2 separate regions of the Mus musculus genome follow, and region 1 is linked to region 2. A link is a contact called in public Hi-C data. All regions are on one chromosome and are shown on one strand. Each heading gives the region's core, a stretch centred on a gene start, on an enhancer-like site or on the middle of the called end of the contact. The rest is flanking DNA. Distances are from core to core; before and after follow the strand shown.

What was found. Hi-C and Micro-C count contacts between places; a contact is called where the count stands out from the background.
Region 1: a Hi-C map of the N1E-115 cell line shows a contact between it and region 2, with 4 times the contacts expected there. The contact joins two enhancer-like sites. A contact is called at or near these places in 8 of 484 Hi-C or Micro-C datasets (the C10 cell line, LSK cells, the N1E-115 cell line and 5 more), 1 of 115 datasets of contacts at active chromatin or transcription factors (embryonic stem cells) and 2 of 9 other capture datasets (adipose tissue and liver).

Annotation. Positions count from the first base shown.
Region 1 is chr7:101,771,444-101,774,317 of GRCm38.p6, reverse strand. It overlaps Clpb (ClpB caseinolytic peptidase B), which reads right to left. Exons shown (of 16, transcript NM_009191.4): 8 at 1,161-1,238; 9 at 71-126. Among named protein-coding and RNA genes, the nearest start is that of Phox2a, 45 kb to the left of the region's middle. Within about 2 kb of position 1,472, at least 10 of the 459 cell types and tissues checked have an H3K27ac peak or open chromatin away from gene starts, as enhancers often do. A contact at or near this core is called in the N1E-115 cell line, where this site is marked.
Region 2 is chr7:101,697,926-101,701,186 of GRCm38.p6, reverse strand. All of the region lies in intron 3 of Clpb (ClpB caseinolytic peptidase B), which reads right to left. Among named protein-coding and RNA genes, the nearest start is that of Clpb, 36 kb to the right of the region's middle. Within about 2 kb of position 1,731, at least 1 of the 459 cell types and tissues checked has an H3K27ac peak or open chromatin away from gene starts, as enhancers often do. A contact at or near this core is called in the N1E-115 cell line, where this site is marked.

The DNA of each region.
Region 1 (2,874 bases), core at 223-2,722, 73 kb before region 2:
TCGTCTGCTGCTTAGGTTTCAGGACAAGCATGAGTGGCTTACAGACTAGACCCTGGTCCTAATTCCTTACCTTTTTGGCATCTTTGTGCATATACTTTGCTGTCTGCTTGGCCAGCTCGGTTTTCCCTAGGAATAAGGTAGATGAGTTGGGTCAGTCCAGTTGACAATCTGTGGAGTAAAAGGACACTAGGGACAGCTATGGTGGTGCCCATCTTTGATCCCAGCAACTGGGAGGCAGAGGCAGGAGGATTTACATGGTGAGTTCCATAACAGTCAGGGCTATGTAAAGAGACCTTGTCTCAAAACAGTTAAAAACAACACTGGGATGTATGGACACTGATGAGCACTCCCTTTATGGATAGGAAGCTGAGGTCCAGAAACTTTTCTAAGGTGAAAATGAAACAACAACCAGTGCACTTCCAGTTTCCCTGTGATGAAGCCAAGGGCTTTCTCTGAAGCAGCACTCTAGGAGTGGAGGCAGGCAGTAGGACTCGTAACCCAACTAATCCTTTGAAATTTAGCACAAACTTCATCTCTTCTAGGAGTGCCTCCACTTCCTGCCTCATTCCCTACATCCCTCTTAAACACTTCACAGCTCTGGAACCTCAGGCCAGGAAAAGGCTAAAAGACAGAGGACTTGCCACTGGTTCCACAGATCTTGTGACAAAGAGAACAACCCCAAAGTGGTAGTTTGTTGGAAGGGCCATCTGGAATGATGGTAAAGCTACTATGTGGTACACAGAGCTTCTTTGTCAGGTCCATAAAGGCGCCGGGAGGTAAAAAGGTAGTGGCTATATCATGAAAGACCTATCAAGACCATGGAAGGAGGTAGGGGTGGAGGAAGGCAGAGGACACCTCAGCTGATATAGCCCGACCGAGTAGAAGGGTATCCGTGCCCCTTACTGCCCCGTGCACAGGAGTTCCCCAAGTCTACTGAAGGTAGGCTGCCTGAGTATAGCTGGTGTGCCAGCCAGTGAAGGTGGCTCTTTCCCAGAGGTGAGCCTATGGGATGCACAGGGGTAACATGGGACATGACTAAGAAGCTAAGGTCTAATTTCTTAGTGACTCTGTGATCTAGGGCAGCTGTTCCTGGAGCTGTCAGATCAGGCCAGAGGCTTCTCCAGCTCTGCTTCCCCAGTGGCTGATCTGCCCATGATTACCTATTCCAGACGATCCCAAGAAGAGGAAGACTAGAGGGTGCTCCTCATCGTACCAGCCGTTCTCCTTCCTCCGGATCGCTACAGCCAAACACACAACATGGGATGGGGAGGGAGACAGATAAATCAATGACACAAAAGGCAGGATAATTATCACTAAGTATACAATATGTTTTACTGCTCTGCGCCCACTCAAAGTCCTCACTACCATTAGTGCTGCCTAATCTGATTAGCTGGCAAGGCCCCTAGAGACACCTAATCAGGTTAGCATGGATTTGGAAAGCTGCCCAGAGCAGATTTCGGATAAAGTTTTCCAGGATGAGCACTCAGCGTTGCCAGGGAAACCAAAAGGCGGGTGGATGGTGAATGGAGGTGAGGGGGGTGGGGGACTGGTGAAGGAGAATCTGAGAGGGACGTTAACTCTCGCTGGTCACCCCTCTCCTCACCTGGAAAACTAGTAGAGAATGATACCCTGATACCTAGGGAGGTGTAAGAGGTGTGCTCTTTCCCATTTGGGGAAACCAAGGTCTGTTCTGATGTGTGGTTTAAGAAGTAGAACAGAGCCAAGAGCATTTTCTGGAAGCCCATCAAGGGCAGTGTACAGCCTGGGCTCTATCTCCTCTATGGCTTCTGGAGGGCTTGGGGTGAGGGGAGGGCAGATTTGTACTAGCTTTCTTGAGGCTCTTCTTTACAAAGTAAGTGGTCAAGGGCTATGCATGAAGGTGAAGATATCCAGTCTCAGCTACGGAGTGGATGAGGCAGAATCATGAGAAGAGTCACACATTGGACACCCTGGATACTAGGTATAACTAGAAGTCACTAACAATGTATTTAAGACCCACAGAAACACTGAAGGGAAAGTATTTGTAACTCCATCATCTGGGACAGGCAAGAGGCAACAGACAGAGACTTGTTAAGTTACATAGTTGGTAGATAGTATGTAAGAGTTGCTTCTTTCCCAAAACTTACTTTTACAAAACACAAAACAAGCAAACAAACAACCCCAAACCAACCAACCAGCCCCCCCAGCCCCATACAGCCGCTTTAAAGAAGAGAGTGCCAATTTGGGTGGCACTAATGGAAACACAGTGGTTAGGAGCAGGAAGAGGACAGAGCACTGTGCAATGTCAGGGTCTGTCTGCAAATGGAACAGTGTGTCTGGTCTGGTCTGGTCCCCAGAGTGTCACAGGACAGTAAGAAGGATATATGTCAGAGGACAAGGCCTGGAAACAAACTTAATGGAGAAGGAGTCAACAGTCCTAGGGATTGCCTGCCAATCTGGAGGAGGCAAGCTCCCAAATGTTATGCTGTTGGGCTTCAAAGCAGCCACAGGACTGATGACAGATCACAGGGCTGACAATCTGGAGAGGTGGCAGGCCCAAAGTGGTGGGGAGAAGAACTAACATAAGTGATAGGTAGGAGCAGGCTGAGCCTGGGCCACCCCATGCCTGCCTTCTTCCTCACCTTTTAGAAGCAGATGGAAACAGTGCAAGCTCAAGGACAGAGCAGCCACCTGTGCTGCCAGGAGTTGCTCCCTAAGAAGAGCTCGGGGAAATGGCTGATTCTCTCCTGGGCTGAATCTGGATCTTCTCTAACTAACTAGCTGGGGTTCTCTGAAAGGGCTGGTTAGGAGGGATACTCAGTCAGACACCTCATGGGCCTGAACACAGGGATAAAGGAGGAAACTCCAAGCCTGTTTGCCAATGGAAACAAGGAG
Region 2 (3,261 bases), core at 482-2,981:
GTCTTTAGACACTCCAGAAGAGGGCATCAGATTTTGTTACAGATGGTTGTGAGCCACCATGTGGCTGCTGGGATTTGAGCTCAGGACCTTCGGAAGAGCAGTCGGCACTCTTAACCACTGAGCCATCTCACCAGCTCCAAGGTTATTATTCCTTTTAGGAAGTCTCCTCAACTATAGAATTTCTAACTCCTAACTTGCAGACTGAAGAAGACCTGCATCTTAACTTTAAGTGCCGGGTCCTTCCCAGCTGCAGACAATTCCTAGACAAAACTGAGATTATGCCTGGGGGAGAGGTCCCCAACTGGCAGTTCCTGGGATTCAGGGAATTCCCTTTGGAGCCACAGCTAATGAATTTGTTGATCGAGCAGTAATTAGATTAGAAGTGGGAGTGCTTGTCGAAAGTTGGCTCACTCTGACCCCAAGTGAGCTGTTGCTGTTAGGCTTCAGTGAGGGAGAGCACTTACGCTCTTAAAGCTTGCTTTCTGCTTTTAGAGGCTGCACTGGAGTGGGGAGAGAAGGGAAGACTGGTGTGAGCTGAGGCCAGCGCTGGACCAGATGTGTGCAAGACGGCTGCTGAGTAGCTGGAGTTGATGAACTAAAGAAGGCAGTGATCCCAAGATCCAGACCTTCCCCAAACAATGGTAAGCGTCACAGGACACCCCATGTCTCCCTCCTCTCCACATCCCACATCTGAAGCATACACAGGGCCACTGTGATAAGTGTCAAAAGCAGGAGAGGGCAAAGAGTGACCTGTTTTCAATCCAGTTCACACCTCAATGAAGAAGTCAAGAAGTCAGTTTGGGAGCTTGGCTGGACAGTCTACTGACTGCTCATGAGGCTAGGCAGCCTGGTCAGAGGCATTGATGGAGCCAACTCTAGAGGCTCTGCAGCATTGTGCATGAACTGGGGAGGCAAAGGTCAGGGAAAGAGAATTTTCTTTGTAAAACTACAAGGCTTTTTAATTTTTACAAACAAATTAAAAGGTAGTAAGTAAGGTACCCGTGAAAAATGTGTTCCAGTCTCTCACAATAATAAGTTTCTGCATAGTTACTATGAAACCAGTAACCACCCATTATAATAAGCTCCAGTGGACTAGATATCTCACAGAATCACTATTTCAGATCTTTATGCAACTTGCAAAGGACAGTAGATGTTGTTAAAGAGTAAACAGAGGCACAGCAAGAATCAAAAGTATACACTAAATAAGCCAAGATTTGTAAAAACGGGTCAGATTGAGTCTAAACCAAGGATGTATTCCTCAAGCCTCAATGGCTCTCATCTATTTCAGGCATAAGTTTGTACTATCTCTGTAGACTGGCCTTGAACTCAGAGGTTCACCTGCCTGTAACTCTCAAGTGCTGGGATTAAAGGTGTGCGCCACCACCATCTGGACTAGCTGCTGTACTATCTCCTAGTCTCAGATCCTTACTAGGTTACTGAAGACAGTTGTTATCTTCAGATCGCAGTTAAAGCAGAGCAGGTTACAGGGGCTAGCAGGAACAAGAGACAATGTGCCAAGATGGGTGACACATCTAGGTGTTCAAGGAAAGCAGGGCATAGAAAGGTGAGAATCGAGGAATCAAGATCACCCACCTTAGCCTTTCCAGGACAGTCCTTGACTAGTTCTAAAGATGACTCTATGACCTCCAGGCTGTGGCTCATAATATATGGTCACCAAACCTTATTGTCATAGCTTCTGAGTATAGCATGAGTCTAAACTAGGCTCTCTAGGCAAATGAGCCATCAGAGTACGACCGGGCACTTGAGACAGGTTTAGTCAGCACTTTAGTATTACCTGGATTTCACAGGGTTTGGTTCTAACTGCTGACCTATACATTCACCCCGCATGTGTGTTGATGTGTGTTGGTGTTTATCTGTGTGTTTGTATTGGTGTGTATGCACATGAGTATAGATGCCTCATTAACTACTGAGTCATTTCTCAAGTTCTCCTATTTATTTTTTGTTTTTGTTTTTTCTGAGACAGGATTTCTCTGCAAAGAGCTCTATCCTGGAACTCAAATTGTAGACCAGGCTGGCCTCAAACTCACAAAGCCACCTGCTTCTGCCTCCCAAGTGCTAGGATTAAAAGGCATGCACCACAACTTGCGGCTAATTTTTTAAAAATTAACAATAATTCTTAGGGGGCTGGAAGAATGACACAATGGTTAAGAAGAGTACTGGCTCCTCTTCCAGGCCCTCCTGGCTCCTATATGGTGGCTCACCACTATCTGTGTACTAGTGACTTTTCTACTGCTAAGACACCATGACTTAGGCAAATTATCAAAGAAAGTGTCTAACTGGGCTTATGGTTTCAGAGGGCTAAAATTCATCATGGCAGGGTGAAAAGCAAGCACGGCAGCAGGAACAGCTGAGGGATGGGCAGAGAGACACACCGGAAAACGCTTGAGTCTTTTAAAACCTCAAAGCCCACCCCCAATGACACATCTCCTCTCCTTCCCAAATAGTTCCACCAATGGGAAACCAACTATTCAAATGTATGAACTTGTGGGAGCCGTACTTATACAAACAATCATAGCCTGTAATTCAACTTCTAGGAGATCTGACACCCTCTGGCCTTTGTGGGCACTAGGTATACATGTAGACAAAATACCACACACACACACACACACACACACACACACACACACAAGCTTTTACAGTCAGGCAGTGGTGGCACACGCCCTTAATCCTGGCACTTGGAAGGCAGAGGCAGGCAGATCTCTGTGAGTTAGAGGCCAACTTGGTCTACAGAGCAAATTCCAACATGGCCAAGGCTATACAGAGACCTTGTCTCAAACAAGCAAATATCTTAAAAATAAATAAGAATTCTTGGGTTGGGAAGATGGCTCAGTCAGTCAGAAAAGAGCCTGCTGTGCAAGCAGAAGACTTGAGTTCATGCCTTCGCACTCACAGAGTCCAGTGAGGAAGCAGTGCCTGCACTCAGCACTGGAGGTGAGCAAATTCCTAATGCTCACTTCCAGTCAGTATAGCTAAATGGTGACCTCCAGGTTCAGTGAGAAACTGTGTCTCAAAAAACAATGTTTATAGCCACAGAGGAAGAGACCCAATGTTCATCTCTAGTCTTCACTTACACATACATGCACACACATAAATTCTTTTTGCAGCCCTGGGAACTGAATCCAAGACTATACGTGACATACAAACACTATAACCCTGAGCTATACCTCTGGCCCCATTAATTCTTACCAGCACCGATTTAACCATTACTATAACTCAGCGAGATAATGTCCTTCCACATAA